Linked DNA regions of Mus musculus: all the other regions are linked to region 3. Evidence: chromatin contacts called from public HiChIP or PLAC-seq data. All regions are on one chromosome and are shown on one strand. The core of a region is the stretch at or near the end of the contact, and the rest is flanking DNA. Distances in the headings are between cores, read along the strand shown.

Region 1 (4,399 bases), core at 1,185-3,684, 490 kb after region 3:
CTGTACAGCCTTTTTTTATGTTACTCAATTTAGGTTGCTAGTATTTTAGTTAGTTATTTTGTATCTATTTTCATAAGAGGTATTGACCTATAGTTTTCTTTTCTCATACTATATTTTTCTGGTTTTAGAACAATAATGGACTCACAAAGTGAGTTGGGAAATGTTGCCTCCTATTTTTTTGAATGACCATGGAATAAATCTAGGGCTTTTCCAGGATGGGAGGGAGAGTTACTAGTTAAATATCTTTATTTGTTACAAGTCTATTCATATTTTCTATTTCCGTTGAGGTAAGTTCTAGTAGCTTGTGTGTCTTTCCATAAATTTGTCTACTGTATCTCTTTGTCGGTTATTTAACTTGCTCATGTGCATTGGTCTCTTAGAAACCTTTTTTTTTTCCTGTAAAAATGGTAATGACATCCTCTCACTCCTTCAGATATTGAAGTACTTTTAATGGCTTAACTTATTTGCCAACTTGACTGAATCTGGCATCAATTAAAACCCAACATGCAACGGGCTGTGGTCGTTGACACCTTTAATCCCAGCACTTAAGAGGCAGAGGCAGGCAGATCTCTGAGTTTGAGGCCAACCTGGCCTACAGAGTGAGTTCTAGGACAGCCAGGATGAGACAGAGAAACCCTGTCTCAAAAACAATAACAAAAAGCAAGAACTCAATCTGCTCTGGGAAGGATCTTCTTAATCAGATTATTAAAGCTGGAAGGCATACCCTAACTATGGGTGACAGCCCAAATGAAGGGCATGGAATTCTGAAGCTTTGCTTTTGTCTGCTTGCCATCACTCTCACTGGCAAGTTCATCTATCCTGTTGGTACTACATTCCTTGACCAAAATTAGAACCAACTTATTCATTCCTAGACTGAACCCCAGCAGCGTTCCAGAAATCCTCCAGGCCTGCAGCACCAAACCGAGGCTGCTGAGACATCCGACTTCACAAACTGAGACAGCCATTGTTGATCTACACAGACCATGTCTTCGTTAGGGTTTCCTTTGCTGTGAAGAAACAGCATGACAACATTTAAATGGGGCTGGCTTACAATGTCAGAGGTTCAGTCCATTATTATCATGGCAAGAAGCACTGCAGCACCCAGGCAGACATGGTGCTGGAAGAGCTGAGAGTTCTACATCTTTATCCAAAGGAAGCCGGGAGCAGTCTGTTTCCAGGTAGCTAGGAGGAGGGTCTCAAAGCCCATCCCCGCTGTGACACACTTCCCCCAACAAGGCCATACCTACTCCAACAAGGTCACACCTCCTAATAGTGCCACTCCCTGGGACAAGTGTATTCCAATCACCACAGACCACATCCTGTAAACCAATCTAATAAATCCAGAAATACTAAACCCTTCCCTGTTCCTTTAGCTTTTTTCTTGCTCTGGTCTAGATAAAAGCTTATCAATATAGTTGAACTCTTCAAAGAATGAAGCTTACAGTTTTACCAATATTTCCAGTGTTCTTTTATCCTATATTTTCCTCTGTGATTGTTGTTTTCTTCTTTCCATTTAATTTGGCTTTCATTTGTTCCATGTTTTCACTCTCCTTCACCTCCTAGATTTTATGATCCCCACCATCACCATGATTTTTTTGTTTTCATTTCATTTCACATCCATGGAGTGGCTGTAGCACAGGCAGGTTTCTATCCTGTGCCTCAAGGTGAGTCTACAGAAGTTTGCTCTCTTTGGAGCCATCATCCTGACCTCCCTTTGCAGGGACATGGCACCAAAGAGATGCTACCCTAAGACCTAGCTATCAACAATCCTCCTTAATCACATGCCCCCCCCCAAAAAAAATCAATCATACTCCAGTTTTCAAATAGTCCTCGGTCATATTAAGTGTTACAATCAGACAGGATTTTACCTAACCTCAGGTGTCAAACAATTTGAGAAACAATGTGACAGTACAATAAGAAGCAATCATTCCTGCCAGGTGCCATGGCTCATCAGGCAAAGTCACTGCCATCAAACCTGGCAATCTCAGTCCAATCCACATGGAAAAAAAACCAATTTTGCAAGTTTTCTCTGGGAAGGAAAGAATTACAGCCATTGCTTTTGAGGGTTTTGTTTGTTTTATTTGGATTTGTGACAGGGTCACATCTGTAGCACAGTCTGGCTTCAAATTCATAGTAATCCTTCCTCGGCCCTCAGGTATTGAGATTATAGGCACGAGCCATCAACCCAGCTGACAAGTGCTACTCACTTGGAGGGCTAGGCAGGAGGAGTGACTGTCTTGGATCTTGAACAACTCACTCCTCAGACTCAGTGTCATAATGAAACAGTAACATTTCACTTCCACGGATGCCACAGGGAGTAAACCAAATTGTGCTAATAAAACCCTAGTCACAGAAAGTTTCACTGTGGGGAGCTCTCAAAACCTTATGGGAGCTACTAAAAAACCTTCCCACATGGTGTTGTAATAGCTTACGATTATCAGTACAGCTCCTCGTGTATGCTGGGCAAAGATTCTACTACTAAGTTACATCCCAGCCCTGTGGTGGTCTATTTAAACATCTATCCTTCTGATTAATAAGGGCCGGGCGATGACTTATTTGTCTCTGCTTGTTATTTTCATAAGTGAAAGAACTATCCCAGGCCACTGACCCCTGTCACTGCCCGATGAAGGCTCCTTTGCACCTAGTCCATATAGTCCATAGTATACACACAGGAAAGGAGAGAGAGAGAGAGAGAGAGGGAGAGAGAGAGCTGTGATCCTGGAACTCAATAAACACTTAGGCCAGAGTCCTATACAGCGGCTTCACCATTTGCCTAAATGCCCCTGGCTGTGTTCTCAGAAACCTCCACCCTCCCTTCCCCCATAGGACTCAGCCTCATAATCATCACTGAGTGAAATTTCCCAGCCTCAGTGTGTTGATGACAGGACTCGGCTGGTGATGCATAGACAAAGCATGCTTCTCCCTCCCACCCAGATTCTCATTGCTCAATCACTTCGCTGACTGGAGTTGCCAACCCGACATAACCAAGAATCACCTGTAAGACAGCCTCTGAACGGGCCTTCTGGGGTTCTCTTGATTGTTTGGGGCTGGCACTGTTCCTGGATGGAGCCCTGGGCTGTGTAAGTGGAGGGAGGGAACTGAGCAGAAGGCTGTAGACATCCCCTCTCTGTCCCCACCAACTGTGGGTGGGATTGGCCAGCTGCTTCAAGCTCCTGCCCCTTTCCCTCCTTACCAGGATGGACTGTATCCTTGTACTCCCAGCCAGAATAAGTCCCCTCTCTTTTAGGTTGCTTTCACTAGGGTATTTTATCACAGGATCTATCTTACTTGTGTTTGAGCTCAGGAGTTTCCATATTCTTGGTCTCTTGAGGAATTGAAATAAAAACTCATGCAGATTTGCAAAAGTATCAAGTATTGAAAGCTAGGCAATTGAGATATTAAAGTATGTGAGTGAAGATACTGAAGGCCCCAGTTATAGTTTGAGGTCTCTCTCTTTTTTTATATAGGGGTTAAGAGAAAGAGAGAGAGGGAGAGCGAGCAGTTTTGTTTACTAAGAAGCACACTGGGGGGGCGGGTGTCTCTGTTTTGATTGATAGGTCAAGTCATGTAATCACTTTTCTACTACATGTCCCTTCCCATAAATGATCTGATTTTAATCATATGCATGCCCAAGTATGCATATGCATTACATGGTAAACAAGAATCATCTCTAACATTCTCTTTTTAATGACTTATATTTTATTTCACCTTGTTGTTTTACCTGCATGTATGTGTGTGCACAGGTGTTGGATACCCTAGAACTAGAATTACAGGCAGTTGTGAGCTGCCATGTGGGTGCTGGACACTGAGCCTAGATATATTAAGAATACATTTGAATAGAAACTATCCAAGTTTGATGTTCATTGCTGGGACAAGACAAGTCTCATTGTTCCGAAAGGAGTATAAATGTAACCCAGTTCAGGTGGGGGATCCAAGACGAAGACTGTGTGTCCAGTGTGTGCAGGTAACAAAGCTAGGTGCCCAAGTGTGGTATCAGAAGAGAGGATGTGCACGCAGAGTTCAGTAGAGTCCTAGCTTACCATGTCTGCAGCCTCAACAGGAAAAGAAACCAAGACAACCATCAAGCCAGCTCTTAACATAGAGTTCCAGCAAGGTGGAAAAATAACCAGGTCTACTCAGATTCTTCAAAGACAAGAACCAAGTTTAGAAGTGGAGTATGTATGTGTGTGGTATGTGGGCTTACATATGGTGGACACTGTGGGGGTGAGGGAGGGTGGGGAGACTCAAGTTTGATGTAGGGAGTCTTCCTCTTGCTGAAGCCAGAACTTGGCCAAGCTGGCTGGGCAGCTTGTTCCAGGGGTTCCCTGTCTCTGCGTGCTGAGGTTCCCAGCAGGCCACCAAACCCACCCAGCTTTTACATGGAATCTAGGGAGCCACC
Region 2 (4,900 bases), core at 1,945-4,444, 510 kb after region 3:
ACCCTCTAAAGGGCCCCCAACACCAGGGTCTTTTGACCTTTGCAGAAAAATAGAGAGTGGCTTGCCCAGGAAAGCAGCAGCCCAGTGATAATGGCCTCCACCCACAGGACAGCACAGAGCCCAGGTAATGTCGCTATATCAACCTGAAGAGAGGGAAGCTAGAGTACATAGAAAGGTGGACCGCATTCTCCTGAGCATGGACTCACCCTGCAAGAATATGAGTGGACTACCCAGGACACAGCAGATGAGCCTAGCAAAGCCTCAAATAAGAACCCTCGTCTGCCACTTGCCTAACCCCGGGCACACCCCTGGAAGTGGCCCACTCAACAAAGACTGAGTCCGGAAGCAGAAGCTAATACTCTTTAAAGATGCAGAGCAACTGTGAGGAGAGTGATAAGGGGAGTCTTTTACCCAAGCGGAGGAGTCTGAACCAACAATTAGCCTCCTCTCCAGCAGCACACAGCTCCTTCTGGGAGCTCCAGACAGAATGCGCCCATAGTTGACTGTCTTCTACTGTGTCTACACCAGGCCCCTGGCCAGCCTCTTAGGCCTTCCTTCTCATCCTGCCATGGAAGGAGCAAGAACCCTGGCTGCACAGGGACCTGCCCTCCTCCCCATCAAAGCGCAGCACGCACATAAGCACAGTATGCAGGAGTGGTAGGCACAGCCAGGAATTACTCTAAAGACAAAGGCAACATGGCCTTAGACGTTACTAACACAAGTTTCAGTTGTGACATCACACACTGGTAACGAGGAAAAGGCTTTCCTGGAAATCTACCTCAGGCTGACTCCACGAGGAACACTTGACTGCCACACAGAACTTCGCGTGAGATGCTCTGTCCTGAGTCCTTAGGTCCCTCCTCCTCCCAGCTCCATCAACAGCAAGGACTGACCTTGGCTTGCCAATCGGTGAACTGAGGGATCCCTTCAGAGCAGGTCCCAGCCAACCCAACAATTAGGCCAACATATTCTCTTGAAATGTCCTGCTCAAGTTTTCTTGTATAATACAGGCTAGGTTACAGGATGAAAGCAAGCAGGGGCAAAATCCATAAAAACGGTTCCACAGTCCACCTGTGTGAGATTACATGGTATATTTCACACCTCTGGACACCGGCTCACACACACTACAGCACATTAAGAATACATTTTAAATGCGGTTATAAAGCAGAAACTAAAAGTCTGAGAATGTGAAATAGGCTCTGTGTGTGTGTGTGTGTGTGTGTGTGTGTGTGTGTGTGTGTGTTTGTACATGCGTGTGTGCACCCTGCACATTCTCTCCCAACTTCCTTATGGGACTTCACTTTCAGAAGACACAATGGGAACTTTTTTGACACTGAAGTGGTTAAGGGGTGAGAAACGTACACACAAAGGGAACACAGTTTTCCTGAGAACGACCATGAGTAGAACTCACCAGGAAGACACCCTGGCTTGTTCTCATGTCAGGCTGGTTTCTGGGACCAAATCTTTACTTCACCAGTTCTAAGCTAACAGCCATCTAAGCAGTGCCCAGGACTGGCCTGGTCAGGGCTCCAAGGCCTGCAGGAAGGAACACTGCAGTATTTCCCGGGTTGGGGCCTCGGGGAGTAGCTACTAACCCTGTCCCACAGGCACACTTTGAGATGGGGACTTTATGGTTCCACCCCATGGCTCTCACCTGAGACATCTCAGAGGCTGTGAGAACAGATGGCACACAGGCTGGCAAGCAGGAAAACTGCACAGTGTTTATGCTCACACAGCGGGAAACATAAAACCACACAACAAGTGACAAACACGGGACTCCTGACAAGGAAAAGCACGAACACTTTATTTCTGACACAACAAGATGAGTGTAAAGCAAGTTATGTGACCCACTGAGATCTGTGCGGTGCTGAGAAAGCAGTCTCTGGGCCTGCCTGCTTACTGGAACAAACAACACGCTATACAATCACAGGGTGGCACAATCGCAGGGTGGCACTGTTCTCCTGGCTACCTGACTGGGAAATTCTCCTCTTTCACAAGACTGGAGAACTCAGAATAGAAACCTGTGGCTGGCAGCTCCAATGAGCACTGGGTTTCAGTGTCTTAGGACACCAGCTTCCTCAAGCCTCAGCTGCTGCTGCCCGAGCGTGAGTTTTGGCTCCTGGGGCGCTGGGGTGTGGTGTGCCCTTCTCTACCTAGTTTAGTGATCCAAGGCCATTTTTCTATCAGAAGTGCAGTGTTGCTCCTAATCTCCACTGAGAATCTTAAGGAGCAATTGTAAAATACACCTCAGTGTATTTCCTTTTCCGGGTGCCCATGACATGACTTAATAGCAACAGGGGCTGAGAGTGACACGACCGTCTCCATGGAGTTGCCGAATTGGTGAACTTTGAGGGCAAGTCAGAGGACAGCCCTAAGGGCAAAGCTCCCACTAGGGGCCTCATGGCCAGAACCAAACTGAAGGCAGCAACACTGTGTTCAGTGCGGCCTGGGAGCTGAGAACAAAAATCCCCAATGCGGACAAGTCAGTCAAAGCTGAGAGACAAGGAGCTGCCCGCCCCGCCCCGCCCCCGTGCGCACAGCGGACACTCTGAGGGCTGGCTGAGTGTTGGAGGCCACAGGAAGACTAATCTGAAAACAAATTAGCACAGACCACGGTACTTGGGGAAGTCACTGCAGCCTCTCAGCGGTGGGCACACCGAGCAGGGCTGTGGGTTAGTTACCACTCTTGGGGAATAAGTTCCTTCCCTGCCAACTGCTCCTTTCCATGTCAAGCTCAACCTATTAGGAAGGGAAAGAATCACAGCTTACACAAACCCCAGCAGAAGGTCCCCAGGAAAGTACAAACTACAGCTACACCGGTCACATTTGATAAAGTGGACACTGAGTCTTGAAGAGCCAAGCCTCTTGACAGATTAGGCCGGCCACAGTTCTAAGCAGGATGTAGGGATTCTGAGGACGTTTGGGTATGACTAAAATCATGTAGGAAACAAGGTGACTTTTAAACAGACACACATACGCTCATCTCGAGAATACTATATACACAACACAGCAGCAACACAAGTGGGCTTCCAGGCAAAGGGTGTCTGAGCAAAAGTCCTCTGCTCCCCACCTCTTAGGGCTCCCCCAGAAGGACTCAGCACAGCAGCAAACCCGCGGCACAACCACAGAGGCCTCGACTCTAAAAGGTGCGGTCTACAGGACCACCCTCTAGAGGCCACTGTGCCTGGCTGGGGCAGAGAGGGCTGGGACAGTGCCCCCTGCTGCACACATCTGGAATATGTAAGGGCTTCTTTTCCATACTTCATAAATTCTTCATGCTTTCTGAGAAAAAGAAGTCTGAAATCTTCTCTCAGTCTATATGGTGAAAGCAAACTACATAAGCAAAGCTCACCTGCCCTCTGCAGAATTTTGGCTTGGACAGATGTTCATCTGATCAGAAAGCCTCTCCCTCACAGCTCTACAGAGGGCAGCCCCCACTGCTCTCACAGCTCTACAGAGGGCAGCCCCCACTGCTCTCACAGCTCTACAGAGGGCAGCCCCCACTGCTCTCACAGCTCTACAGAGGGCAGCCCCCCACTGCTCTCACAGCTCTACAGAGGGCAGCCCCCCACTGCTCTCACAGCTCTACAGAGGGCAGCCCCCACTGCTCTCACAGCTCTACAGAGGGCAGCCCCCACTGCTCTCAGACAGAGATGCCTGCAGAAGCCCCAACGAGAGGTGTCAAGGACAGCAAAAGCGTGGAGCCCGTGAAGGCCCGTGCAGGTGGGAAAGCCCTCAACTCATCACACACAGATCAATGTATGATCTCTCGCACAGCCCAGAAACAACTGGATGGGCAGGGGTTAGAGCCACCAAGCAGACACCCTGAGCTGGGCAACACTGCCCTTCATGTTGCTCAATACTTGTACTTCAGAAACCCAAATGGTTCTTTCCTGTGACTTCTTTGCAACTCAAAGCTACAGCTTACTCACTGCCCACACTATAAACAGACAGTATATACAGATTAAAAACCACACACGCACAAAAAGGAAAAAGAAAAAAAAATGACGGTGGTGAGTTGAAGCTTTTCATTATCTAAGTCACAGCAGCTGGGCGGCCTTGGCGACTGGCCCCCACTCCATCCTGCTCCAGCTCTCTGGGCCCCAGGTGGACTCTACTCATCTTCCAAGGCAGATGTCAGAATCCCCTTGTCAGTTAGGTGAGACTTGAGCGTGTTGAAGATGTGAAGCTGCTGATCTGGCCGCAACGTCAGAAACTGCTGGATCAGTTTGCTTGGGTTTGGACCCCTACAACAGAACATAAGGCACCCCTGAGCAGGGGCCAGCTGCCTCGCTGGCCCAGTTACCCATGGGGTGCTATGAGCCCTGGATTCACTATTAGTGGAGGGAGAGAGACCTCAGAGGATTTGTAAACACTCATGCTTTCAAAGCCCACTCAGCTGGATCCGGTGGAATATCTGGATCCGGTGGAGTAGTTCCGCACCTGATAAAGCTGGCGATGTACACATTGACAAAGGTGGCCATCAGGTACTGGCAGTCAAAGCGATCCATGATGCCTCCATGACCGGGAATGGTATTGGCAAAATCCTGTTAGAGGAAAAGGAAGGAAGGATGGGCCTGGGCTCACCAACAACCAAACTCCAGACTAATGGATCCACCCATGACCAAAACCCTGCTGGGCAGAGAAGGTGATGGACAGAGGCATACAACCAAATGCCCAGGTGATCACAGGACAGGACTGCAAATTACAACGCGGTCTCTGGTTGAAAGAAGCACTAGCAAACCAGATACTTGCACTTTCATTTACTGTCCCCCAAATTCAGCACATGGGTAAAGAAAAGCACACAGTAAGTGCAGGGGCGTGACCTGGTATGAGGGGTGCAAGCTGATGGAGCAGGGCGGGGAAGAGATGGGCGACCAGGAGTGAAATGGGAGAGGCA
Region 3 (5,067 bases), core at 2,318-4,817:
GAGAGTTATTACTGTAAACTGATCCAACAAGTTCAGCATTAGCACCAAGAGGCACAGATGGAAGCATTTTATACTGCTGAGACAGATCCCTAGAAACCCCAAACATTTTTCTTCCTTGCCTATTCCATGTTATGACTGCATTTGCGTAAATGCTGGTATGAATATTTGAGATTTAAAAAAAAAACTAATGTCTAAATAACCTAAAATATATATAAAACCCCAAATATCTGAGAAGCTTTCTGAGTCTTAGACTCCTCAAACGGTTTATCATTCAAATATCTTATTCAAGTCTAAGAAATGCAAAGCCATATACATGAACAGAGTTAAGACAATCACTATCTTTGTAAAGTAAATTCTACTAGTCCAAACTGCCACTTGCTAATTATTTCCGAAGGATCTGGAGACAGACCAAAGCTTAACTGTAATCTCAAAATTATAATGCTACTTTTTAATATTTTTACAAAGTTGTATAGTATCTTTACATTTCTCTGTCACAGAAAGTCTAATGAAATGCAGCTGGGTCAATTTTAAGCAAAGTATTCTTTGAATTCCATCTTTAATAATCTAAAAATCACTTTACAGTGGTATGAGCTAGCTACCAGGGTGATGATGAAAATGGTGTGGCTGATGTATCCTAAAGGAACAAAGGCTCTCCTATGAAACACACCTATCAAATTAATAGGGAGGGGAAACGAATTCATTCACACAATGAACACTAAAAGTCTGTCACAAGACAGGATCCTTGACTACAAGCACTACAGTACACTGGAGAGGGAAAACCCCCAGCTACAAATAAAGGCAAGAACAAAACCATGCTTCATAAGAGATATGAGAGACGTCAATACCGTAAGAAAACAGAAAACCAACATCTGCACACTTTACAAACATCGAGTGCCATCTAATCCTTGGCAAGAAGCCTATTACTATGTCCTGATGTCTGACTGTCATCTTTGCCCAAATTCCTATTCAATCATTAGTTCAGCCAATTGAGGACACTGGGAGGTCTGGAAGGTTGCAAGAAACTATTCTTGTTTTTCTTTTTTTCTTCTTCTTCTTGTAAGATTTACTTTTATGTGTGTGTGTGTGTGTGTGTGTGTGTGTGTGCGCTCGCGCACGCACACAAGTGCACATGCTTGGGAGAGAGGGAGGTGGAGAGGGAGGAGGGAGGGAGGGAGGGAGAGAGAGAGGGAGAGGGAGAGGGAGAGAGCGGGAGCACATGCCATGCATGTAGGCATCTACAGAGGTCAAAAAGGGTTTCAGAGTGAGTTTCCTTTTGGGAACCAAGGTCAGGCTCTCTAGAAGAACAGTAAGCATGTTTAACTGCTGAGCCATCTCTCCAGCCCCTTGTTCCATGGCATCCCTGCGACTGCACAGGATAGTATAGTTCTAGCCTCCAGGAACATCTGATCTATCCTCAATTACTAGGGACAATCAGCTTCATTCGTCTAAGTTCTCATCACACAGTAGGACGTCTTTCAAAGTGATACAGCACAGCTTTGGAAGGGTGCGATGCAATGAATATGTCACCGTTGTCCTGCCTCTCCCTTTGAGCTCCCACTTCTGATAACCTTGGCATTTCTTGGTTGGTTCTCCCTCAGTCACAGGAATCAGACTGCTGTGTTGAGTCTACCATATACATATCCAATTCCTTGTATGAAATCTTTTGAAACATTCACCAGTTCCTGTTTTCCTGATACATCATATAGCAATAATGCTCAAACAAATGCTTGGAAGAGAGAAAGGCGGCATAGAGCAGGAAGACCAGTGCACAACGGTAACATGAATTGTAGTATCCAAAGATGAATATATAACTTATGGTTCTTAAACTCCACCTTCAGAGAAGTAAAGCTTCCAGCCCTTATACGGGATAAACTGATCCAATGTTGACTGTTGAAGTAACGGTTGTGAGGCTTGTGCTGAAAACGTAGAATACGATGTTAGTAAAAACCAAAGCACTGGCTAGTTTTCCCTCCAACTAGTTTCTCCTTTTACAGGAGTCTATTAATAGACTCCAAATTAGATATTTCAATAAGAATTATAAATATTAACCTTCAGACCTGAAGTCTGAGTTAAACTATCCTGCTATCTACTAGGCATTATTATTAATAGGCATTATCATTATTTCCATTCCTTGTATTTTTTTTTTCTTTTTACATTATGTTGCCTGTGCACACTAGTAGGCCCACACATGCCATAGTGCATATGTGGAGGTCAGAGGGCAGCTTATGGAGTCAGTTTTCTCCTTCCACCATGTAGGTTCCAGGGACCTGAGGGTCCTCACTTGGCAGCAGTCCCCCTTACCTACTCTGGCATCTACCGGCCCTTGAATTGTCTCTTTCCCGAGAGAAAACATATCGATCCCTGCGTGCACGTACCAGAAGCGTGCTTTCCTGAAGCTTCATTCAGGTCAACTCTGTTTTCTCTTTCTCTCCACCTTCCTGAGAAGTTCCCACCACCTCTTCCTCTTTTCCAGCTTTGGAATCTTCCTCGTCCAAAACCTCTGCCTCTATAAGCACCACTCATGTCTTCCACAAGTCAAGAGCACTCCTAAAAAATGTATTAACATAGTAAGGGGGGGATTAATGTACTGTGTTTAAGACCAGCACTTAGGCTTGCAAAGTTCCATGCTGCAGTATAAACCTTATGTGTTGTATAGTTAATTCTTTTAATCTCCATCATGATTAAGGTACACCATAGACATTTATTCAATACCAGTTTTCAACAAACCACCAAGAGAGAAATCAAGGAGTTAACTTGAACCGGTTTTCTGTGTGGAACTAATATTGGGCAGTATTGGCTGAAAATAATCCTCACCAGTACGATACTAGGGAAATAACATAGCCCAATCTTCGCTGTATTACTTTCTGTGGCAGGCTGTCCTAAAACTGTTCCAAAAGAAAGTAACTCCACTTAAAAATTCCTATCCCACAGATACAAACTATTGATAGATTCATACGCTGTGCTGTAATTCATTAGGAGAACCTGTTCTAACCCTAAGAGGTTTTAATAAATAAAAGATTCGCAAGTATGCAAACTAATAATAATCAAGGTTGCTTGTGATAGCCCTGTGATAAAAGCTCAAGTCTTCAGGATCCTCAGGATGAGACATTCCATCGCAACACTACGTTCCACATCGATCCAACAGGATAACATACTGAGAACGGTGGCGATTCCAACATCTACATAGGGAAGCAGCCTGAGAAAAGTCGTACGCAATCCCTGACTCCCCGTCTTCCTCGCGTCCTGCTTTCAGGAGCCCCGGAGCCTGCGACAGAGCCGTAAGCCGTATACACTCTCACGCAGGGCTCCGCGGACACTCCGTCTCCGGAGCCGCCCGGTGCCCGCGTCACTGCGCGCCAGAACGCCAGACGCAGGGCGGGGAAGGCCGAGCACAAGCCCAGAAGGCAAACTCGGACCTCGCTTGAAGTTCTTTTTTGGCGCGTCTATGACGCGCTTCTGCTTAAGGAAGCCACGCGACTAGGGGGCGGGATGAAGTGTAGCCAATCAAAGAGTTCAGAGAGACGGAAGTCGCCAGGCTTCCGGAAGCCGTCCCGAGGTCCGGACCGGAAAGCGGAAGCGGCGTGCAGCACGTGGGGGCGGTGCCGGCGGAGACGCAGGTCCCTCCTGGTCGTGCCGGGCTCCTAGCGGCTGGAGCAAAAACGGAGGTTGAAATTTACCTGGCTTCCATGGAGGCATCAGCTGCGGAGCAGCCGAGCTCACCGCCCCCGCCTCTCGGGGACCACTGCATCCATGACGGTGACTTCGTGGTGCTGAAGCGAGAAGATGTGTTCAAAGCAGTGCAAGTCCAGCGGAGAAAGTGAGTCTGGTTGCTGGCCTTGGGCAGCGCGCACCACCACCCGGATAATCACTCCCTCCTGTGCCCCATTCTTGGCTCTTTGAATCCCGCTCCCCAGCCCTTATTGCTACCACTCAGGTCTTCCTATCACTGAGGCCTTCCCACCGGGATCCTGCCGCATCCTTGGCTTACGGGTACAGTACTCGCCTCTACCTTTCATTCCCCAACTTTCTATTCTACCTTCTGCGCCAAATTCTCTTCCCAAGAATTCCATTCTTGATACTCCCACTCAGGAGGGTGCTTTCCCGAGGATTCTTGGGGGGCGGGGGAAGAGCCTCACTAGTCTTACAGAATTTATCCAACCTTTCACATTCGTATCTCTTATGTCTGACTCTCTTCCCAGCTCCCCACTTTCTTCATAAATCCAACTTCCTCAGTAAGAGAAAAGGGAGATAAGAAAGATCTCTTACACATAGTATGGCTTGCAGGTAGGCAGTCTTATTCTCTGGATCCCAGTGGGAAAAATCTGTCTACTGTAAGAAAAGAGAACTTACTACAAGGTACATGGCCAGCTTAAGCCCAGTATACATACTGGTGCTTGCTGATGGCCCGCTGAAGCAAACACTTTCCTGCCTCCCAAGTGGTGGGATTACAGGTTTGCTTCACCACACTCAGCTTGCTTCATGTTCTGATACAACCATTTGAATGTCCTTTTTATAATGTGTTTTGTTAGATGATCCTTTTTGTTACCAAGGAGACATACTGTATCTTTAGTTCTAAAAGGTACTCTTTTTGTTAATTAGTTTGTTTGATGGGCTACACAGAGAAATCCAGTCTCAAAAAAAAAAAAAAAAACCAACAAAAAAACGACCTAGTATTGTTTTAAGGTGTGTGTGTGTGTGTGTGTGTGTGTGTGTGTGTTTTTGTGGGCTTGAGTATGTGAATTCCTGTGCGCTCAGTGGCCAAATGCTTTGTATTTCCTGGAGTTGGCGTTACAGCCAATTGGGAACCACACAACTTGGGTGCTGGGAACCAAAGTCAGATCCTGTGGAAGAGCAGTAAGTGCTCTCGAGTGCTGGGTCATTTCTCCAGCTCCCTAAAGAGTCAGCTGTAAGCTCTTTTTACTATCCCTGTTCTTAGGAAGCCACGATCCTAATTTTTTGTTTTATTTAGAAAATGACCCACTGAACCCAGCTGCATCCCAAGCCGGACTCCCTATCACCAAAGAGATCATGGCTCTCTGCCACTCTTAATCGTTCCCAGGAAACAGG

What was found. HiChIP or PLAC-seq counts read pairs in DNA pulled down with a chosen protein or histone mark.
Region 1: a contact with region 3 is called in an H3K4me3 HiChIP or PLAC-seq map of bone marrow-derived macrophages, with 6 times the contacts expected there. The contact joins the enhancer-like site here to the promoter of Trmt6 in region 3. A contact is called at or near these places in 15 of 39 promoter capture datasets (the 3T3-L1 cell line, 3T3-L1-derived adipocytes, the C10 cell line and 9 more), 3 of 15 datasets of contacts at CTCF or cohesin (large pre-B cells, pro-B cells and stem cell-derived epiblast-like cells), 1 of 484 Hi-C or Micro-C datasets (cerebellum), 12 of 115 datasets of contacts at active chromatin or transcription factors (the 230-238 cell line, the SCID.adh cell line, bone marrow-derived macrophages and 5 more) and 2 of 9 other capture datasets (embryonic stem cells and liver).
Region 2: an H3K27ac HiChIP or PLAC-seq map of epiblast stem cells shows a contact between it and region 3, with 4 times the contacts expected there. The contact joins the enhancer-like site here to the promoter of Trmt6 in region 3. A contact is called at or near these places in 16 of 39 promoter capture datasets (the 3T3-L1 cell line, 3T3-L1-derived adipocytes, the C10 cell line and 10 more), 3 of 15 datasets of contacts at CTCF or cohesin (large pre-B cells, pro-B cells and stem cell-derived epiblast-like cells), 4 of 484 Hi-C or Micro-C datasets (brain, cortical neurons and embryonic stem cells), 18 of 115 datasets of contacts at active chromatin or transcription factors (the SCID.adh cell line, bone marrow-derived macrophages, double positive thymocytes and 8 more) and 4 of 9 other capture datasets (adipose tissue, embryonic stem cells, liver and 1 more).

The regions. Positions count from the first base shown.
Region 1 is chr2:132,322,301-132,326,699 of GRCm38.p6, reverse strand. No RefSeq gene overlaps it. Among named protein-coding and RNA genes, the nearest start is that of Prokr2, 61 kb to the left of the region's middle. Within about 2 kb of position 2,434, at least 33 of the 459 cell types and tissues checked have an H3K27ac peak or open chromatin away from gene starts, as enhancers often do.
Region 2 is chr2:132,304,500-132,309,399 of GRCm38.p6, reverse strand. It overlaps Cds2 (CDP-diacylglycerol synthase (phosphatidate cytidylyltransferase) 2), which reads right to left. Exons shown (of 13, transcript NM_138651.7): 12 at 4,444-4,547; 13 at 1-4,247. The coding sequence ends at 4,115. Among named protein-coding and RNA genes, the nearest start is that of Gm46766, 43 kb to the right of the region's middle. Within about 2 kb of position 3,194, at least 33 of the 459 cell types and tissues checked have an H3K27ac peak or open chromatin away from gene starts, as enhancers often do. A contact at or near this core is called in epiblast stem cells, where this site is marked.
Region 3 is chr2:132,814,554-132,819,620 of GRCm38.p6, reverse strand. Trmt6 (tRNA methyltransferase 6) reads left to right here and starts at 3,567. Exons shown (of 11, transcript NM_175113.3): 1 at 3,567-3,817. The coding sequence starts at 3,687. It overlaps Mcm8 (minichromosome maintenance 8 homologous recombination repair factor), which reads right to left and starts at 3,480. Exons shown (of 19, transcript NM_001291054.1): 1 at 3,156-3,480; 2 at 2,376-2,547; 3 at 1,833-1,916; 4 at 1-18. The coding sequence starts at 2,523.